Linked DNA regions of Oryctolagus cuniculus: region 1 is linked to region 2. Evidence: chromatin contacts called from public Hi-C data. All regions are on one chromosome and are shown on one strand. Each heading gives the region's core, a stretch centred on a gene start, on an enhancer-like site or on the middle of the called end of the contact. The rest is flanking DNA. Distances are from core to core; before and after follow the strand shown.

Region 1 (2,836 bases), core at 149-2,648, 270 kb after region 2:
GTTGACCTTGCGGAGTTCTGAGGCGGCAGAGCAGCGGGCGCGGGCCGGGCGCCGCCGCCGCCCTCTGCCGCCCGGGTCACGCCAGGTCCGCGCCGCCGCCGCCGCCGCCCTCACCGGCCTCCTCACGTGTTCTCGGCGTGGCGCGGATTAAAATGCAAGGGGGAAAAAAAGTGCACGCAAAACGGACAGAATGTTCTCTAGAAATTACAAAAGGGGTGGGGGGGGGCTGCAGATTGCACTTTGTCTTCAATGCAGAGCCGAATTTTGCTTCCGCCCCCTCCCCTACACATTCCTGACTCCCCTCCCCCCCCTTTTCCCTCCTTCTTTCCTTCCTTCCTCCTCTTCCAAGTTCTGGGATTTTTTTTTTTCCAGCCTTGCTTGGTTTTGGCCAAAAGCACAAAAAAGGCGTTTTCGGAAGCGGCTCGGCCGTGCACAAGGGCCATTTGTTTGTTTTGGGACCCGGGCAGGAAATCTTGCCCGGCCTGAGTCACGGCGGCTCCTTCAAGGAAACGTCAGTGCTCTCCGGTCGCTCTCGCCCGCCGCCCGCTGCCCATGGGGGAGATGCAGGGAGCGCTCGCCAGGGCCCGGCTCGAGTCCTTGCTCCGGCCCCGCCACAAAAAGAGGGCCGAGGCGCAGAAAAGGAGCGAGTCTTTCCTGCTGAGCGGACTGGGTAAGCGCGCCTCGGCCCCCGCGGGGACTTGGCTCCTCCGGTGCGCGCGGGCGCATGGCTCCGGCCCGGTTCTCGGGCTCGGGAGAAGGGGTGGGGGGTGGACGGAGAGCGGCGTGACCGGGCGGCGGGAGCGGGGAGGACCGGCCCGGGAGCTCCGGCCCCGCGCTGACCCTGCAGATGAGGGCGCGCTGAGACGCCTGCGCCTGAGAGAACTCCCGGGCGGTCGCACGCTCCGCCCGGCCTCGGCGGGGAGGAAACCGGGGGGCGCCGGGGCGGGGGTCCCGGGCTATCTATCGCCGAGAGAGTGCAACTGCGGGGGAGGGTGTGGGCTCGCGCAGGGCCGCCGGCCCGCCGGGCTGCGTCCGGAAGGCAGCTCGGCGCTGCTACCCTGACTTCCTCGCCGAACGGAATAAATGAGAAAAATGGAAAATTACTCCGCATCCTTTCCCGCCACCTCCGCCCGCGCCCCGGGGCGCCGAACACTGGCGAAACTGCCCTCCCCGGGCGGCTCCCGAGTCCCCCACCTCCGCCCGCGGCTCGCCCTCAGGCTGGGGACAGAACCGCCCGCCGCGGGCTGCCGTCCCGCCGGGACGCGGCGCGGCGGCCGGGGGCGGGGCCTGCGCTGGGGGGCGGGGCCGCGCCGCTCCTTTGTCGCCGGTCGGGCCCCTCCCCTGCCGGCGCAGCCTTTATAAAGCCGGGCGCGCGGCCCGAGCGCAGAGTTGGCTGAGCCGGTCTCTCATTCCCAACGACTCGCTGTGGTCTCACCGTGGCGATGACCGTGAAAACCGAGGCTGCTAGGGGCCCCCTCACTTACTCCAGGATGAGGGGCATGGTGGCCATCCTCATCGGTGAGTGCAGGAGTCAGGCCGCCGCGCGGTGCGAGTTTTCGGAAGGTCGCGGATCACGGAGTGTGTGTGGCGGCGGACGTTACGAAGCCATCTGAGCATTCGTTTATTTCTCCTCTTTCATTCACAGCGTTCATGAAGCAGAGGAGGATGGGCCTGAACGACTTTATTCAGAAGATCGCTAATAATTCCTATGCGTGCAAGCAGTAAGTTCGGGTGGGATTGCGGGAATTAAAGTCAGTAGCGCCGGCAGGGTAGCAGAGTCGTCTCCCCTCGCTGGGTTACGTCGGGGTGGAGATCTCATTTCTCCTCAAATCCTGGTTTACTTGAGACGTTTTTAACACGGAGACGGGCTTGCCTCCTTGTCGCCCGCCCTCCGCGTGAAAAACCACCTCAATTTCTGTACACAGCTGGGCTCACTGTTGGCTTCAAAGGGCCCAGTAGATGATTTTGGGTGTTTGCAGTTGAAGTCCTGGATTCTCCGGGGAAACTTCGAGCCAGAAACTCAACTGGTGGTGTTGCTGTGCCCCCTAGTGGGGCGCGAGGAGGCTCCAACGTGTGTGTGTTTTTTTTTCCTCTGCAGCACTGAAGTTCAGTCCATTTTGAAAATCTCCCAACCTCAGGAGCCCGAGCTTATGAACGCCAACCCTTCGCCTCCGGTGAGTATCGTTCCGTTTGTGAAGCATCTATGGGGGAGAATTGTTAAGTGAGTCACCTAGTATCCCTACATTGATGGATTAAAATAGCATTTCTGGAAATTAGTATGAAGGCAGGAATGTCTCATTAGTTAAGGACATAACAGGTGACATAACTAGTTAAGTATTGAGTCAGTGGAGTATTGTCTGAAGGCATATTTCATAAAAGTTTTATCCGTTTAATCTCCATACTCACTTGAAATAATGACATGGTGTGGTTGAAAAATAGTTTTGAGTGCGTTGATAGACGTATGGGACTTGCATCCAGCTTTTATGCTTTATTGTGGACGTCTGCCTTTGAAAGCGGTGACACTAAAGGAGAATGTTTTATTTTTCAGCCAAGTCCATCTCAACAAATCAACCTTGGCCCATCATCAAACCCTCATGCTAAACCATCAGACTTTCACTTCCTAAAAGTGATTGGAAAGGGCAGTTTTGGAAAGGTAATTTCAGATCCGGAGACCTTTGTATATACTCTCGTATGTGTTCATTTTACACTCTCCCTGGATGAGGACCCAAAAAGGATGATTTTTTTTTTTCTTATTGCAATTTCAGGTTCTACTAGCGAGACACAAAGCAGAGGAAGCCTTCTATGCAGTCAAGGTGTTGCAGAAAAAAGCAATCCT
Region 2 (3,097 bases), core at 302-2,801:
CAATGGAAAGGAGCCAGCAAATCGCATTTTAAAATCCATAGAAATGCACCTGGGTTTCCCATAGCCGTACTAAGACTCCCATTTCCAAGTCTGCAATACCTGAAAGAAACAGAAAATCCTTCTGTCTGTTAAGCTTCAAACACCGTGGACTTGAAGCAGAGATAAAAGGAACCTCCCTTCTCGTCTCTATTTTTCAGTTTTTGATGCTTAACAGGCAATCCTAACATTAACAGGCTTAGTTCCAAAAAGCACCTTCTGGTCCGAAAGATAAGACTTTCTTTTCGCCAAATCACATTTTCTCAAATATTTTTCAAAGCTGAGGTATAAACCTTTTAATAGAATTATGCAAATTTTGCCCCAACTCCAAATGTTTTAGCAACTACACACAACTTTAAAAAGTCACATAGTTGCCATGTCTATGTTGGAAAAAGAAAGTTAGGGATCGCAGGCAACGATGGGGATCGTGATGATCCGAAGTGGGATTTTATCTGTCTTGGAGTCTATTTTGCACAAACGCAAAGCAGCCTCTGCTTCTGAAAGGTCAGTCTTAACTCTCTGGGATGAAAATGCTGACCGATCCTGGGGGGATTATGTGCTTGGCAGAGTAGAAGGCCAGCTCAGTTGCATCTCACTCCTGATTTGAACTGGCTGATGGAATGAAAACATCTGAGGCACAAATCCAGGGCGATGGACAACGAGCCGAGAAACTTCTAGAATTCCTGAAACTGAGATGCAAAAATGCATTTGCAGGAAGGCCATGGCTCTGTGTGAAATAATCTCCTCTGTCCCAATTTTTCTTTTAAATAGTAGGAGACACCTTCTATTTGGAAAAGACTACCACAAGCAGTGTCTTCCGGTCTAACGTAGGCTTAGCACTGCAGACTGGGAGAGACACTGGTTTAACAGAAGATGAGCATATTCCCAAATGAAAATGTTTCAGGCAAACGAGTATCCTGAAAAGGTATATGAACTGCTCTGATTGTGTTACTCTTGGCCCCTTCTGCAGTGGGGTAAACTCAGACCTAGAAGTTCCGTCTTGTAATTCAAGTAACTCTTTACAATGAAGCGGCTGAAGAGAACTATTTTTTTTTTTTGGACTCAAATTTTGTTGTAGCATCAAAAACCCTAGAACACACCTCCAAAGACAGCTAAGTGAGGCTCAGCTGTCTTCTGAGGGCTGGCCCTTCCCTCGGCTGTTCCCTCTTCCATGTGAACAGCTACTTCTCCCATAAAAGAGTGTGTAAGGGTGGCTTGTTTGGGAAAGCAAGCTCAGGACAAAGGAGGAGTACAAAAGGAGAAGGGCAGTGAATGGGAACCTCAGCCAAGTTGTTATTTTTACCCCAATTAAGCTTTCTGAGAGCCACTGGCTGAGATGTTGTTTATTGCTTCCATGCCATATCTTCATAATGAATGTCAGCTGAAACTCCAACTCTAAATCAAAAATTCACTTAGACATTTCAAAGCACAATGATAAAAACCCCAAACCCCAGCCTGTCCTCTCTCCTAGCATCATGCCTATCTGCCTTGGCACCATCTGGGTTGGATGCCCTCAGAAGCAGCAACTGGTCTGCAGCTGGGAGGTGTACAGCTTGCCCTGAGGTTGTTTGCTATCATCCACCTATGCTATGTGCCCACTCAGCTGGCATTCCTGCCAAGAAGCTGAAGTCAGGAACACTGGCCATCTGAAATATGTGATCTGGATTTCAAAATCAAGTTCCCATGCCTCTGGCATAGGTCAGTATTCCCAGAAATGGTGGGCTTTGCTGTTACTCTCTCAGTGGCTGTGTAACTCCTTTTGCAAGTTGCATGATTTTGATCTGGCTTTAAAGCCAACATCCTCAGGTCATCAGAAGTTGAGTTCCTTCCTTGATTTATTTGTCCTTATTCGTGCTCAGATATGATTAGAAGTCATTTTCACACAACTTCTCTAAAGTTTGTGTCATGTTTGCTTCTAGGATTTCATCTGACAGCACTGTTTGGTGGAATAACATTAATATTACAAAAATGGAATCAGCTTAGCATGGAGTGCCTGGTGTTCTTTTATTAAAAATTGCTGAGTGCTGTAATTGTAGGTAATCCTTGTGAAGTTTAACCTAACATGTATTTTCCCCAGGGAACTATTTTATTTAAGCAGAAAGAGAAATATAAAGTGCTAAATCCAACCCAAAACATACTTGCCAAATTCATTCTAATCTAAAGAGAAGTATGGTCTCCATGAAAAAAATGTGGCTCTCAACTTTGAGAGAAATGATGTTAGATTCTAAAAGGAATGGGTATAGCTGCTGTTGGTGGTGGTTCTGTTTTTGTTTTTGCTTGTTCATTTCCCCCCAGATAATGGGGACTTCAGAGGCACAGTTATGCTGTATTTTCTTTTTCAAAATTTTTTTTGCAACAGAATTCAGATGAAGTCATATTATAATTCTATATTAGAATTAGACAGCAAAGAAAAGGATAGCATTTTGGCTGGAACCCATGGGTATTAGTTTACATCCTGTAAGCCAACTGAATATGCATGCAGCCTGGGTGAACTCCAAAGAATGGCCTTATTGCTCTATCTGGTTCAGACTGGTTTGGTTGCCTAAATTAGAAATGTTAAAAAGGAATAGAAGACAGATCTCTCAATTGGATGTTTTTCATGAGCATCATTGCAGATAGCAGAATTGTGAAAGAAGTCAGGAATGACAGGGAGATAGCATTGTGCCACAGATTAAACAGGAGATCATTTCTAACTATGTGAGCAGATGTTTACCATCATGGAAAGGTGGCCATAAATGGGTGTGATTAGGTGGATTGCTTTCTGGGATTTGCAGTTTCCATGATCTTAAAATCCTGCATAATGGATTTAGGGTAAAATATTTTCCATTATTTCCATTTTCATCTTCTAAAATGCTATTTAATTATGAGAAATATTAACATTTTGCTTGTTCTTTATTTTCTGCTTCCCTTGCTATAATGGAAATGCCGGGGAATCTTGGTTTGCTTTATTTCTTTTTCTAGTCCTAGACTTGGACCAATGCAACTCACATGGTTGTCAGATAAATATGTATTGAATTAGTCATGATTAATCCTTCTATTTGTGTCCAGTGAAGCTGGTCAA

Evidence for each region. A called contact is a pair of places that touch in the nucleus more often than the background predicts.
Region 1: a Hi-C map of psoas muscle shows a contact between it and region 2, with 6 times the contacts expected there. The contact joins the promoter of SGK1 here to the enhancer-like site in region 2. A contact is called at or near these places in 2 of 6 Hi-C or Micro-C datasets (embryonic fibroblasts and psoas muscle).

Annotation. Positions count from the first base shown.
Region 1 is chr5:34,692,282-34,695,117 of mOryCun1.1, forward strand. SGK1 (serum/glucocorticoid regulated kinase 1) reads left to right here and starts at 1,399. Exons shown (of 12, transcript NM_001082056.1): 1 at 1,399-1,518; 2 at 1,646-1,721; 3 at 2,099-2,174; 4 at 2,549-2,653; 5 at 2,766-2,836. The coding sequence starts at 1,443.
Region 2 is chr5:34,424,115-34,427,211 of mOryCun1.1, forward strand. No RefSeq gene overlaps it. Among named protein-coding and RNA genes, the nearest start is that of SGK1, 270 kb to the right of the region's middle. Within about 2 kb of position 1,552, at least 2 of the 8 cell types and tissues checked have an H3K27ac peak or open chromatin away from gene starts, as enhancers often do.